Regions from separate parts of the Zea mays genome. Here all the other regions are linked to region 1. Evidence: chromatin contacts called from public Hi-C data. All regions are on one chromosome and are shown on one strand. The core of a region is the stretch at or near the end of the contact, and the rest is flanking DNA. Distances in the headings are between cores, read along the strand shown. Region 1 holds the start of LOC118476691 (cationic amino acid transporter 1-like). Region 2 holds the start of LOC100382414. Region 3 holds the start of LOC100383246.

Evidence for each region. A called contact is a pair of places that touch in the nucleus more often than the background predicts.
Region 2: a Hi-C map of endosperm shows a contact between it and region 1, with 4 times the contacts expected there. The contact joins the promoter of LOC100382414 here to the promoter of LOC118476691 in region 1. A contact is called at or near these places in 2 of 25 Hi-C or Micro-C datasets (ear and endosperm).
Region 3: a Hi-C map of endosperm shows a contact between it and region 1, with 3 times the contacts expected there. The contact joins the promoter of LOC100383246 here to the promoter of LOC118476691 in region 1. A contact is called at or near these places in 4 of 25 Hi-C or Micro-C datasets (bundle sheath, ear, endosperm and 1 more).

The regions. Positions count from the first base shown.
Region 1 is chr3:124,995,018-124,999,712 of Zm-B73-REFERENCE-NAM-5.0, forward strand. It overlaps LOC118476691 (cationic amino acid transporter 1-like), which reads right to left and starts at 1,951. Exons shown (of 2, transcript XM_035966291.1): 1 at 1,506-1,951; 2 at 1-1,397. The coding sequence starts at 1,905.
Region 2 is chr3:125,205,011-125,209,705 of Zm-B73-REFERENCE-NAM-5.0, forward strand. It overlaps LOC100382414, which reads left to right and starts at 2,658. Exons shown (of 7, transcript NM_001175157.2): 1 at 2,658-2,995; 2 at 3,082-3,146; 3 at 3,262-3,305; 4 at 3,400-4,397. The coding sequence starts at 2,738.
Region 3 is chr3:124,842,783-124,847,477 of Zm-B73-REFERENCE-NAM-5.0, forward strand. LOC100383246 reads right to left here and starts at 2,397. Exons shown (of 6, transcript NM_001175907.1): 1 at 2,174-2,397; 2 at 1,313-1,462. The coding sequence starts at 1,340.

The DNA of each region.
Region 1 (4,695 bases), core at 701-3,200:
GAAGCGGCAGCCGCCGTCTGCTGTGTTCGCGGCGGTAGGCTTGCGCGCACCTTCCTCCACCCGTGCTGCCTCGGTCTCGACAGCGAGGGCCTTGGCCGTGTCGTAGGACGCGTGGAGCCCCACGAAGAAGTAGTAGACGAGCAGCGCCGCTGTCCATATCCAGAAGCGCGTGAAGGAGGCGCCGTCGATGGAGCCCAGTAAGAAGATGTTGATGAAGATGGACGCCGACGGTAGCCATGGCACGAGCGGCACCCCCCACATCTTGGGCGCGCGCGCCTTGGGCACGCCCCATTGCAGGTACGCCGTGGCGGCGAGCCACGCGGCGCAAGTGACCACGTACACCACCCACCCGCCGCCACCGGAGGTCGTCATCCCCCAGTACGCGGCGGTGGCCGTGGACGAGGCGACGATCACGGCGAGGCACGCCACGAGCCTGTTGCGGTCCGAGGCCGCCGTCTCGCCAGAGACGTAGTAGCGGCGGACGAGGAGTGCGATGGCGACGAGTGAGAAGATGAAGAGCGTGGAGATGGAGAGCAGGTTGGAGAGGATGGTGAGGTTGGTGAAGAGCGCGATGACGGCGGTGGCCACCATCATGACGATAGTGGCGTAGACGGGGGTGCCGAACCTGGGGTGCACCTGCGCGAGGCACGGCGGCACCATATGCGTCCGCGCAATGTGGGTCAGGTACCTGGCCTGCCCGACGGCGCTAACCAGGAGCACGGAGGTCATGCCCTTGAGCGCGCCGAAGGCGACGATGTACTTGGCCCAGTCCATGCCAACGGCGGTGAAGGCGACGCTGAAGGGCGCGTCGGGGTCCATCTCGGTGTAGGGCTGCATGAGGCAGAGAACGAGTGCCAGGAGGCAGTAGATGATGGTGGTGAGCGTCATGGCGCCCATGAGCCCCACGGGGATGTCCTTAGCGGGGTTCCGCGTCTCCTCCGCCATGGTGCTCACGGCGTCGAAGCCGATGTAGGCGAAGAAGAGCACGGCGGCGGCCGCGAACACCCCGCGCGCGCCGAAGGGCGCGAAGTCGGCGGTGAGGTTGGCGGCATTGGCCTTGGTCAGCCCCGCCACGACCACGAAGACGAGGACGGCGAGGTGCAGGATGGAGAGCACGTAGTTGAAGCGCGACGAGCCCTTGGTGCTGAACACGGCCAGCGCGCAGATCACCGCCGTCACCGCCACCGCAATCGGGTCCAGCTGCGAGTAGCCCTCCGCGAGCGCGGCGGCGTGAACGCGGAAGTCGTCCGGGTGGTGGTTCAGAAGCGTCGCGAAGTACGACGTCCACGACCGCGCCACCGCCGCGCCGCCGATGCAGTACTCCAGCAGGATGTTGCCCGCCGCGATGAACGCCATGAAGTCGCCGAGCTCCACGCGGAGGTACGCGAACGACCCGCCTGTTAATTTCATCGCATACAACACACGATCCGTAACACGATCAAATGACGCGATCCGTAAAGCTCGCTGCATGCATCGACTCATATGTATGGTATGCATGTACGTACCTGCGACGGGGATCTCGACGGCGAACTCGGTGTAACAGAATACGGCGAGCATGGCGCAGACGCCGGAGATGGCGTAGGAGACGACGACGGCGGGGCCGGCGGCATTCTTAGCCTCCTGGCCCGTGAGCACGAAGATGCCGGAGCCGATGACGGCGCCGATGCCGAACCAGATGAGGTCCCACCACGTGAGCGTCCGCCGCATGTCGGCGCCGCTCCGGCCGCGGACCTCGTTCACCTCCGTGTCGTCCATGGACCGCGTCGTCACCCGGTCGCGCAGCCGCGGGCCCGTCTCCAGCAGCGCCTGCCCATACGCCGACCAGCTCCGGAACGACTTCTCTGGGAACAGCGTGCCCCCGCAGCACCCGTCGATGTCGACGTCGCCGTCGCCAGACGCCGCCATGGTTGAGTGGAGGAGGGAGGCGGTTACTTAGTTATGTTAGGGTAAGGGTGTTGATGGATCTGATGGGTCCACGCCACGGGGGTTGTGGCATTTTATAGTGGCGCGCCACGCGCGTGTGCGCGATCTCGGCCGTACAGTCCTCCCCCATCGCCATCGGCATCGGGTAATTTGCAACTTGCAACACGCGTCGCGAACGAGATGCGGTTGCGGTCGGTGGCAGACTTGCAGTTGCGCGCGGTCGAGCAGGTGGGCCCGCTCGCCTGTAACGAGATTCTGCTGCGGATTCGTGGATGAGATCATCTGGTATAAAGTGGGCCACGTGGTCCGCTTTCATGGGAAGAGGATCTGAATCTTGGAGAATCTGAATATGGGCCGAGGTGAACACGGCCCAACCATTCTATGGTCCATGGAGTTGTTGGGTTTACTTTCGCAACTTCTAGCGACGAGAAATCAATTTTCGATACGCACTGACACTAGCGCGTAACTTTTACATCGTGACTTCACCGTGAGTTACACGAAAAGCGCATTTCTCATTGGAAAGCAAGATACATGCCCCCTATAAAACAATTAAGATCATCTATAAAAACTCCCCAGAAGTCTCCTCTAAATCCAATTTTTTAGAAAAAAAAACACAAAAACGTGTCTCCAACAGTTCCACTAAATTGCTCCCAACTTTTTCATAGTCCTTATAACTCCTAATTTGTAGCTGCAAATGAGGGTTTTTAGGCTCCCCAGAAACAATCTGTCAATTTAAGGGATCTGTTAGAGAAATGATTAAAATCTACCCCCACTAATTATTTAGATGTCCCTTAAAACTGATATTGAGAAGTCGTTTCCTGCAGAGTTCTAAGGATGTGTTTAGAAGCAACCATTTTCTAAGAAAACTGTTTTTTTAGAAACTAGAGTGGTTTCAAAAATACTAGTTTATGTCCCAATATATAGAAAATGGTTTCTATGTTTTTCAAAAAACAAGAAGCTAGCTCTCCCATTTAAAACCATTTTTTGTTCATTTAATTACGTCATGTCCTTGTTGATTTAATGAAATTTACATCCCACTACATTTAAAAATAGAGGAAGCAAGGCCGTTCCTAGAGGGGGGCAAGGGGTGCGGTCGCCCCGGACACCGGTTCCGTGAGGCCCCACCTCTAATAGGCTAGATCAACAACGTATTACTCTACATATTCGGTATTTATTTCGATCTTACATGTAATCTTTGTGATAAATAATCGATTCGGTGTGATTGATCCACATAGGGCACACAGTGATTTAAGTGTCTCGTCTTGTCGTGGCAATAATTAGGGACACTCGAATTATCCCCATAACAAACGCACTTAGAGAAATGAGGACTAAACTCCCGACGGGTGACAGCTGAGCCACCTATAAAAACCGAGACATCTCCCCGAGATTCTCCCACCTCGAGTAGGGCTCCGCCTCGCCCCGAGGTCGCCGTCGCTCACTCCGCCTCGCCCGAGATTGCCGCCGCTCAGTCCGTCTAGCCAGAGCCAGCCTCAGGCAGATAAGACAAGGGCGCCCAAAAATAGGTAGGGGACATGTGCATTTAATGCATATGCCAACCCACGCTGCAGCAGCGGAGCACAGCGATGGACAAGACAGTGATCACGTCTGGCGCAACAGCATGAGTACGTCTACACTACAGTATATGCACGTCGCCTGCCACCCTCTGATGGGACGCCAAATACGACAAGCCGAGCGGACTGGCCTTCGGGTGCAATCTCTCCGCCTCGCCCAAAGCAGGATCCAGCCCGCGTTCACAACCTCTCCGCCTCGCTCGACCCCGAGTCCAGCCTTCAGGCGATTTCTCCTCCTCGCCCGACGTCAAGTTCGTCCCTCGAGCGAATTCTCTGCCTCGCCCGAGCTCGGCCTCGCCCACCAACTACGCCACGAATCCTGCATACGGCCACTCCGCCTGACTGTGGCGCACGTCAAGGGACGGCTCGGCTAACGCCTCGGGAAGACTTCCGCCTCTATCAAGCAGGGCCTCTAATCTCGATAAGCGCAGCAGGGAATCTCGACGTCATCACGTACTAGGACACTAATGCACCCCGTAAGCAGCCTTTGGCCCATACCCCGTCGCTTTTACAACAACTACGACATGGGCGGCCTCTCCCTCGGGGGCTCGGGCATACGGACAATCCCTCGGTCTCTGCCTCGGCTCTCTATGGGAAATCAGCAGGTGCGGGTCAACAGCACAGTTCGTTGTCACGTCGGCTTGCAAATGCCAGGGTGTCTCTCCTTCGAATACAACACTCGGCTTCACTGCGGGTGCCCCCTTCACGTATAAATAGGGCAGTGGTCCCTCTAGGGAGGAGATCCACAACACACACAGACGAACGCTCACCCCTCCACTTTGTCTTAGATATTGGCACTTGCCTCAATCATCTTTAGGGACTTGGGGACTTTCCCTCTCCTGCCGTGCTTGTAAACCCCTACTACAGGCACCACAGTGCGAGTAATATAAGCCTCATCCCCCTCTGCTGTAAGTAGGGCCTTTGAAAGGGAAATGTGCCCTTGGGCCATTTCTATAAGTATTTTGGTGATTAGATGCCCAACACGTTAATTGAGTACCTATGAGCGAAATGTGCAAATCAAAGCATGAGGTTTATGTTTCTAGACTTGGTAAATTGTTTTATGTACTAACATGGTTGTCTAAGTGCTAGAAACAATACCATGACAAGAACAATTGAATTGGAAAAAGGCTAGCTGTGAGCAGCCAACATTAGCTCTGGTCTGGCACACCGGACTGTCCGGTGGTGCACTGGACAGTGTCCG
Region 2 (4,695 bases), core at 1,408-3,907, 210 kb after region 1:
AACAAAGGTAACGGTTCGAAGCCCCCCTCTCGGTCAGCTTTATATAGGTAAGGATGGAGCCACCGAAGTGTGAATCGAAAACAGCCAGACGACGGTCGTTTCAAATCCCGCACGCACACGTGCCACAAACGGTCGGCTGACCGGCAATATGCCCCATCGCATTAAATGACTGTGTCCCTTTCGAGGAAAAACGCGCCGAGCACCGTTCCGCATTTCGCCTCAAAAGGTACGCCCTCTACCCTCGACTACTCTACCTTTTATACTCTCGGCAATCGAACTGGAAAGAAGCGTCTTCTGCCTCGGGCAACCCCTCTCGAAAAGGGACCAGCGAATCGGAAAAAAGTCATTTTCTGCCTCGACATGTCACTCTGGGAGGGAAAAAAGGCAAGGAAAAATATTGTTCACAGGTTCAAAGGTTCGACCCTCAGCAGGGTTCAGATGAACCGCCTTAGGACTTCAGGGCTCCGAGCCCAATACTAATCAGGGGTTCGAAGTTTGGCCCCTCGGAAGGGCTCCAAAACCACCTCAGAGCACAGAGTCAGGGATGACTATAAGTACGCCCGTACATGGCCCTAGCTCGGGTTGCACCCGAGGTACCTTAAGACATATCCGAGACCCCCGAGAACGATTCGTGACGGTATCACGTCATAGGGAGGCATTGAGCCCTCGGACCCCATCGAACGGATCTAGGACCGGGCGAATCACTTGCAAGTACCTTTTGGGGCATGTCTCCGGACCTCAAGCTGACTCCGATCAAAAGGAGCTTGGACCCCCGCTCGGATCACCCGTTAACAGCTCAATGGAAACTACGCCATCAATCCCGCAGACGGTCACTCCGCCCGACTGTGGCGCACGTCAAGGGACGGCTCGGCTAACGTCTTGGGAAGACTTCCGCCTCTACTAAGCAGGGGCTCTGATCTCGATAAGCGCAGCAGGGAATCTCGACGTCATCACGTGCTAGGACGCTAACGCACCACGTAAGCAGCTTTTGGCCCATACCCTGGTGCTGTTACAACAACTACGACATGGGCGACCTCTCCCACGGAGCTCGAGCGTATGGACAACCCCTCGGCTCTCTACGGGAATTCAACAGGCGCGGGTCAATAGCACAGTTCGCCGTCACGTTGGCTTGCAGACGCCAGGGCGTCTCTCCTTCGAATACAACACTCGGATTCGCTGCGGACACCCCCTTCGTGTATAAATAGGGCAGTGGTCCCTCCAGTGAGGAGATCCACAACACACGCAGACGAACGCTCACCCCTTCACTTTGTCTTAGATATTGGCACTTGCCTCAATCATCTTTAGGGACTTGGGGACTTCCCCTCTCACGCCGTGCTTGTAAACCCCTACTACAAACACCACGATGCGAGTAATATAAGCCTCATCCCCTCTACTGGAAGTATGGCCTTGTGTTGCCCGAACCAGAATAACTGCTTGTGTCTTCTCGCACACCATCTAGAGTCGGCCACGCGACATATTTACTAGTTGGTTAAGGGCCCACGGTCCAAACATCGACACGTCTCCCATCACCTAGCAACTTCTATGTGGCATCACCTATTAGCAAATCGCTTCAAACGAGTTTGCGATGTGTGGGCGTCCGGCGTCCCTGAGAGGAAGGGTAGACTAGCCATTGTGTATTCAAAAAACAAGAAATTGGTTTCTTAAAAACTAGATTCCAAAAAACACCCTCACCATTTTTTTTCATAAACCAGTTTCTAGAAACTAGTTTCTTAAAAATTAGGTTGCTTAGACCCTAAGTGACTAAGTAAAATGACATGATACGTGGGTTGTTTGCCTCAAAAATAGTTGAGGATATATTTTTTAAACTAGTATCAATTAGTCACTTTGAATACTTAATTAATTCATATAGTAATTATCATATGAAAAATAGATAAGTAACATGTAGCAAAAAAAATGTATCCACCTAGCGTATATTTAAACACATCTACCTTTGTGCCTAAAGTAAACCAATTTTAAAATCATCTACGGTCGAGATATCTTAAGATCGACAAATTTTATAGGAAAATCAATATCATATACACACCAAATAAATACTTCTTCTATTTTGAATATTTTTTTCCTAAAAATGTATATGTAGCTTTTACTGTGTGTTTACTAATACATATGTCTAGGTACAAAGTAAATATATATACATCTAAAATAGATAATATATTTTGTAATTTGAATGGAGAGTATATAAAAATACTCCCTTCATCCTAAAATAATATTCATTTCAGCTTTTATTTTTATGTCTATATTAAAATAGATGATGCTGAATCTAAACATATATATAAATTAAATATGAATCTATTAATTTCTTAAAACTAATTTTAATTTGGACAAAGGAATAATACTTCATCACGTACGAAGTTTTCCTTTTAGAACGGAGTGAGCGACTATATAACATAGGTTAAAGAAAACCAGTTAGAAGAACAGCGGCTTTATACTCCTGTCCGCCGAATGACAGTGGACCCCACTGTCGGAGCATACCTTCGTGCCCTTCCAGAAGCTTCCCCGCCCGGCCACCCAACACTCTCCTACGGCTCGCCGTCGCGTGGACCACCCATCCCCTCACTGACCGCACGGACCCGCTCAATCCGGGCCCGTACGTCATAGAATCTCACGCGACTAAACGACCGTGCTCCCCAGTACGCCCGTCACTGTACCATGCCACTCCACCGTTCCGACATCCAAGGCTCCAAGTATAAACCCCGCGGCTGCAAACCCTAGCCGCCCGATGCTCTTCGTCCCGCGCCAAGTCGTACTCGCCGCCTCATCACAGCCCCGCGCCGCCGCCTCTTCCGCCATGGCCAAGGAGGAATCCAAGAAGGAGAAGAAGAAGGCCAAGGCCAAGGTGGCCAATGGAGCCGCCGCCGCCGCCGCCGCCCCGGTCCCTGGCGCGAGGGCCGCGGTGGTCGCCTCCGTCGCCGCCTTCCTCGAGTCCGCTGGGCTCTCGCGCACGCTCGTCGCCCTCCAATCCGAGGCCGGCCTCGAGGTACCCTCTCCCCCCTGTACGTTTGTGGTGTTGCCGTTTTGGTGCGCTGTTGCTGAGGCGCAGGATTGGGGAATTTCTGGTTCCAGGCCGGTGCGTGGGGGTCGTCACAGGTGAACTTGGAGGAGCTGGTTGCCAGATTCTTAGAGTCGAGGTACTATTTCCAATGATCATTTTACCTTTGCCACATTGCTTCGATTGGTGAGTGGCGTGTGCTGTTTACTAGCACAGTATGATCGGTTACTGATGCAAATTTGGATGTCGAACAGCAATTCAACTCGGGCGGCTGCCATTCTGGGAAGCGATGAGCAAGGTAGCAGCTTTGTTTGTTCAAATTGTTGTCGTTTGCCTTTGATCGATACCTTTATTTACTTTTGGTTCCCGCTGACTGGAATTCACTGGCGCAGACAAGGAAAATGATGATATAGCAGGAGAAGTTGGCAAGGAAAAAAAGAGGAGCGGCACAGAAGCCGGTGAGCCTGAGAGCAAGGCGATCGAGCCTTTAGCTGAGGAAAAGCCGACTGAAAATATGGACGGTGAGGCTAAAGAGAAGAAACAAAAGAAGAAGAAAGACAAGGGTGACCCTTCAGCTGCGAATGCTGCTAGCGAGGGAACAACTGAAATTGTGAAGAACGCCGACCAGAAGGACGATGAGGCCAAGGAGAAGAAACAGAAGAAGAAGAAGGACAAGGGTGACCCCTCAGCTGCGGGCGCTGGCAGCGGCGAAACAACTGAAACAGTGAAGGAGGATGATCATAAGCTTGATGGCAAGAAGAAGAAGAAAAACAAGAAGCAGGGAAAGGATGATGATGTCGAAGCTAGGCTGGAAAAGGCAGAATTAGCAATACTTAACAAGTTTGAGGCAGCAGAAAAGCTCAATGGAAGAGAGGTAGAACCAAAAGGTCAGAATGACAGTGCTGATGACTGCAGTGGTGCTGTGGAAAGGAAAAAGAAGAAGAAAGAGAAATCATCTGCCGGGACTTCAGAGAAGACTGATGCAGGAAGTGCACCTGCTGAGGCTGATGGTGCCAAGGGAAAGAATGGTGCTGTAGAAACAGTCAAGGATGATAATGAGAAAAAGGCCAAAAAAAAGCGGAAGAAGTCTAACCCTGAAGAAACTGTTCAGGTGGAAGGTAAAGAGGCTGCAGGGAAAGATTCAGTCCCAAAACAAGATGATGCGAACAAGAGTGTAATGGAGATTGAAGAAGGTAACCAAGGGAAGTCGTCAAATGAAAATGCAGTTGCTGGCAAAAAACGGAAGCTAGAAGAAGTTGAAGGAAGCATTCCCCCTGTGACTGGGAAAGAAGATTGCACAGCCAACGAAAGTCTAAGCAATGGTTTTGCAGAGGATAAAAAAGAAGAAAGCAACACAAAACCAAGCAAAAGGCAGAAACATTCATCTGAGGTATGCAGCTTTCTTTCTTGCTTTCTAACTGTTGGTCTATATCCCTTTATTTTTGCACTTTGTTTCCTGTAGTTTAATAACCTTAGGAGGCGTTATCCATAATTCTTAGATCCTGTTTATACCAGATGCTTCATTCACTACTAGCTTCCTTAGCAACTTGCTTTTTGCATTATGGTTCAGAAATGCATCCACAATAATTGGTCGCCGGTAATGATGTCCACTAGCCTGAATTCACCATGAGGATGTTGAGAAATTCATTGCCTGAGATTTTGGATCCACTGGCATCATTGCATTGCAT
Region 3 (4,695 bases), core at 1,147-3,646, 150 kb before region 1:
ACCCTTGTTGATGACGAGGTGAGTGCCTTCCCTACCGCCGCTGCCGTAGAGTTGAAGTTCGTCGCCCACGGGACACGTACCATGCTCACACTTGGAGATAGCGGCCCGATGCCACTGCTGATGGCCGTCCGACAGGGCGAGGTCGCGCCCCCGTGTGCCGAATTCAACCGTCACCAAGTCTGCCTCGAGCATCTGCTGGCGCATCTCCCGCACTCTCCGTCGTGCAAGGAAGCCACGAGCAGCAGCTTGTATGCCCACAGCCGCCGACGTCCGGAGCCGTACGAACAATGCCAGCTGGTGCTGCTCATGTTGCACTGCTGCCTTGATTTGCAGCAGCCCTTGCTCAACCTTCTGGAGCGTGGCTTGCATCTTTGCGAGATCAGCCCTTATGTTGGTCCACAAATCCCCCATCGATGGATCTGGTGATTGTTGAGCCGTGGCTGCACCTAGTGACGTCGCCCATGGGGACGGAGACGCCGTCAACGAAGATGATGTGATGAAATTTGGCGTTATCCCTGGGGATGGGCACGCCGGCGTCCAGGATGTGGTGACAAAATTGACAGACGATGCTGCCCATGGAGATAGGAACGCTGGTTGCCAAGATAGCATGACGAAGGTGGCATGCGGCGCAGCCCATGGAGATGGGGACGTCGGTTGCCAGGACGGCGTGACGAAGGTGACATGCGGCGCTGTCCATGGAGATGGGGACGTCGGTTGCCAGGATGACGTCGCGAAATTGGCAGCAGAAGCCATGGGATCAGATCGAAACCCAAGCTAGCTGATACCAGATGTTATGGTCGCTAGATCGGTGAGGGATTAGAGAGGTGTATCGATGGGCAGGAACACCGGCCGGGGGCCTCTGCCCACGGCCGAGCAAGAGGAGGGTTTCTCCCTTCTAATTCTTGTCTGCTTTATTTCTCATCCATTGTTTACATAAATAGGCCGGTTGGCCGCCCCTATCTACATAGACATCCTTATCTCCTTTAAACTCTCCTAAAAACTCTCAACAAACTACTAACTGATAACCTTCCTAGATAATCTCAACTAATCTACTAAATAATCTCAACTAATATTCTAATCTTATCTCTAACTATCCTTATCTAATCCCCCTTGGAGGGCCTATGGCTGCTGCTGCTGTAGCCCCTCTGTGGGCCTCCTTAAGCCCTGACAGCAACACATACATAATTAAAAATTCTCTACAGTAATTCACAGCATAGAAAAAGGTGGCATACGTTCCATATACAATACACCATGCACTACTCTAGTGTTAGGGTGAAATGACATGACACAGCTTTGGATGAATTAAGCATACCTGAAACGCTCTGAACAACAGAGGTCATGATTCCTTCCTTTGCAAGGCAAAGCACACAATCAGGACCAAGCAGGGAGAAAAGCCACACTAACTGCAACTAGTCATGTGATATCTTCAGCTCTTCGTGGATGAAGGCACACATAAAGTTTCCTGAACACAAGCACAAAGCTCGTCAGCAACCTGCAGCCCATGGATGAAGCACGCCAAGAACCTAAGTGTGAGGAATCTCAGAGACCACAAAACTTGTTTGTCAAAAACCAGATACTGAACCTCATTACGGCAATAAATTGATAGGAAATAATTCAAACGTGTACAGGAGAAAAATAGTACAAGTTCTGCAAACAGCAAGTCACACTCTACAACTTCCTGCCTCCCAAGTAGCTCGGCAGGCGTCACGATCCACTGGCGGTTCGCAACTGAGTGAATTCCCCTCGGTTACCGTGCGAACTTGAACCGTCTGTTCGGTACGTGAAATTCGTGCATCCCAACTTCCCAACAGAAGCCCAGCAGCGGCGAAAGCATTGCCTCATTGACTCCTTGTTATAATTGCCACTGCGAGAATACCCAAGCGGAAGGACGCCAGGAACGGGGCCCATGGGCGTCGAATGGAACCCTAAGGTTTCCGGAAGACAAACCACGGCGCCTCCGCACATCGGCGACGGGATTGGTATCGCGCGGCGAACTGGAGGAGCCAGACACGGGTTAAGGCGGAATTGGATTGGGCAGGTGGGGCGGCAGGGAACAAGCCTACGGCGAAGTGTACGGGGAGAGCGAATTCTCCGGATTGGACGGGCAAAAGCGCAGGGAACCTACAGAGAACACTGTGGAGGCGGCGAGGATGGGGCGGAGACGAACACTCACCGACGAGAGGAGGATCGAGCGGACTTGGACCCAGAGCAGATCCAACCGCGCTTGGAGGTATGAGGGCGGCGCGCGGACGGAGCGGGAGGACACGGGCGGCGGCGGAGGGAGCAGGTGTTGGTCGTCGGGGCGTGGCCGACGGCGTGGCGACTGGCGACGACGGGATAGTTTGGGTCTCAAATTTGAGAGCAGGGGTGGAGGGGAAGAGGCTGGGTGGTGGCCGGTGGGGCCTATCGCTGGTGACCTGCATCAGAGTGGTGGCGTGGACCTGGATGCATCGCAGCCACAATCTTCCTCTAGCCAATTTATATATTTTTTCTAATCTCCCTGTGTCTTTATTCAATTATCTATTAGATTACCATTTGGTACACTTGTTGTAGCCGATTTAGCCGTATATGACAAGATAAAATGTTCCGGGACTAAAAATATATTTTAGGTATGTGGATTTACATATCCTATTGTTGGTTAATTATCGTGAGTACACCTTTTTAACTTTAATAACGTCACCCTCGTCAAGGCTATGCCCACAAAGCAAATCGTACATACTACCATGCAAAACACCGTTTTGAATTTGAAAATAGAAGATAGAGATAAAAAAAATTGCTGGACATAGCCTTAGGCTGTATCTAACAAGTCGTGTATATGGTCATATGAAACACGATTTTACATTATATATAGTATTGTTTTTAAAATAAAGTTTAAATAAAAGTTCGCATAAAGGACGAGATGGAAAAGCCGTTGGATCCGTTGTCACTTCACTTCATCACTTGTGGCGTGCACCAGGCACCAGCAATCGTTTGAATCCTGCGACACCCCACCACACCACTAGATGCTTCTAGTACCACCGCGCGAATTCCATGTAGTTGTTGGCTAAAAAAGGGCTTGTGCTCTCTTGCTTTATTTACTACCGTATCATTTTATAGTAACAGATCGATAATTCCGAAATTGAGCGCTCGGATCCATAGCACTGGGAGTAGAGATGGCAATGGGGACCCGATCCCCGATTCCCCGCGGGGAATTCCTCCATTAGGGGACGGGGATGGGGAAATTTCTTCCCCCACGGGGATGTAAATGGGGAAAATTCCTCCTCCGACGGGTAAACGGGGACGGGGATGGGGAAGCATTCCCCATCCCCGTTCCCCGCGGGGACCCGTTAAACTTACATATGACAATGTTTTTATATAATAGTTAATAATAGAAATAAATAGTTATATTTACAAAAGATCACTAGTTGTACAAATGCGTTCATTTTAATGTATACATAATGATTTTTACATCTAACAATGTGTATAAGTGACAATGTTTTACATTAATAACAAATGAAGTACGATCTAATTATAATTTAAGCGGGTACGGGGATCCCCGATGGGGATTTATCCCCGCGGGTAACGGGGATGGGGAAGAAATGTCCCCCGCAAACGTTCGTGGGGATCCCCACGGGGAAAATTATTCGTCGCGGGGACGGGGATGGGGAGCTAAAACCCGACGGGGAATTCCCCGTTGCCATCCCTAACTGGGAGCACCCTCATAAAATTTTTAACATTTTTATCATTTTAATAAAATACAGTCTGTTGGATTCGCTTTAATCCATATCGGTTTTTAATGTAATGTTTTATCTTTATACATTACAGTTATTAATGTTTTAATCCAAAACCAACAACATGATACTCGGTCATACCCTAGCTAGTGAAACTATAGCAGCGGATCATGTCTAAAGAGTGGTGTTAATAATAAAGTGCTCATTCGGTCCGTCCTAAAAAGAATGGAAATCTTGTTTTACGGCAGGGCAAGGCGACCTTTACCAAAGTTGTTTTGGCAGGTAGTGGAGTGGGCGGGAAACCTCGCGCGGGCACGTGATCCCGGCCGTCTGCTTGCGCGGGGCCAGATGGGCGGTGAGCGGGCGCCCCACGAAGCGCGCGTGGTGGCCGGTGGGCCAGGGTGCTCGCGTGACGTGTGGCTGGCTGCGGAGTGCGGACGCGTCCCGCTCGCTCGTCGCCGTCGCCCGTCGACGTCTCCTGTCCTGTCGTCTTCCTTTGCGATCACCCCACCCCTGTCACCTGATACCAAACAACTGACTACTAGCAGTGATGGCCAGCACATGAAACGAGTTATTTCGAGTAGCGGTTGGGGACAGAGAATTCCCACGTCGGACAATACGAGCATATCTAAATGGCTCAACAAGCCAAATTTTAGTTATTCAATAACAAAATAACTTTTCAACAGACTAGCTATCTGACTCGCCAAACTATCCGACTCTTTAAATTGGCTCCCTCACTAGCTAAATTTGGCTAGCCACCTGACTAATCAAACTAGATAGATAATCTGTTCGAATGAATATGCTTATAGAGTATAATATTTATGAAAAGATAAATAAAGAGTCAAATAGAGAGTAAAAAATGAAGATTCTCTTGGAGATGCTCTACCACTTCATCGTCATTCCCGCGACTAAACTTTTTTCCGCGTGATTCAACATACGTTTGTGGAGGTTAATTTTCCCGAAAATCCCTTCAATACTATCCAAA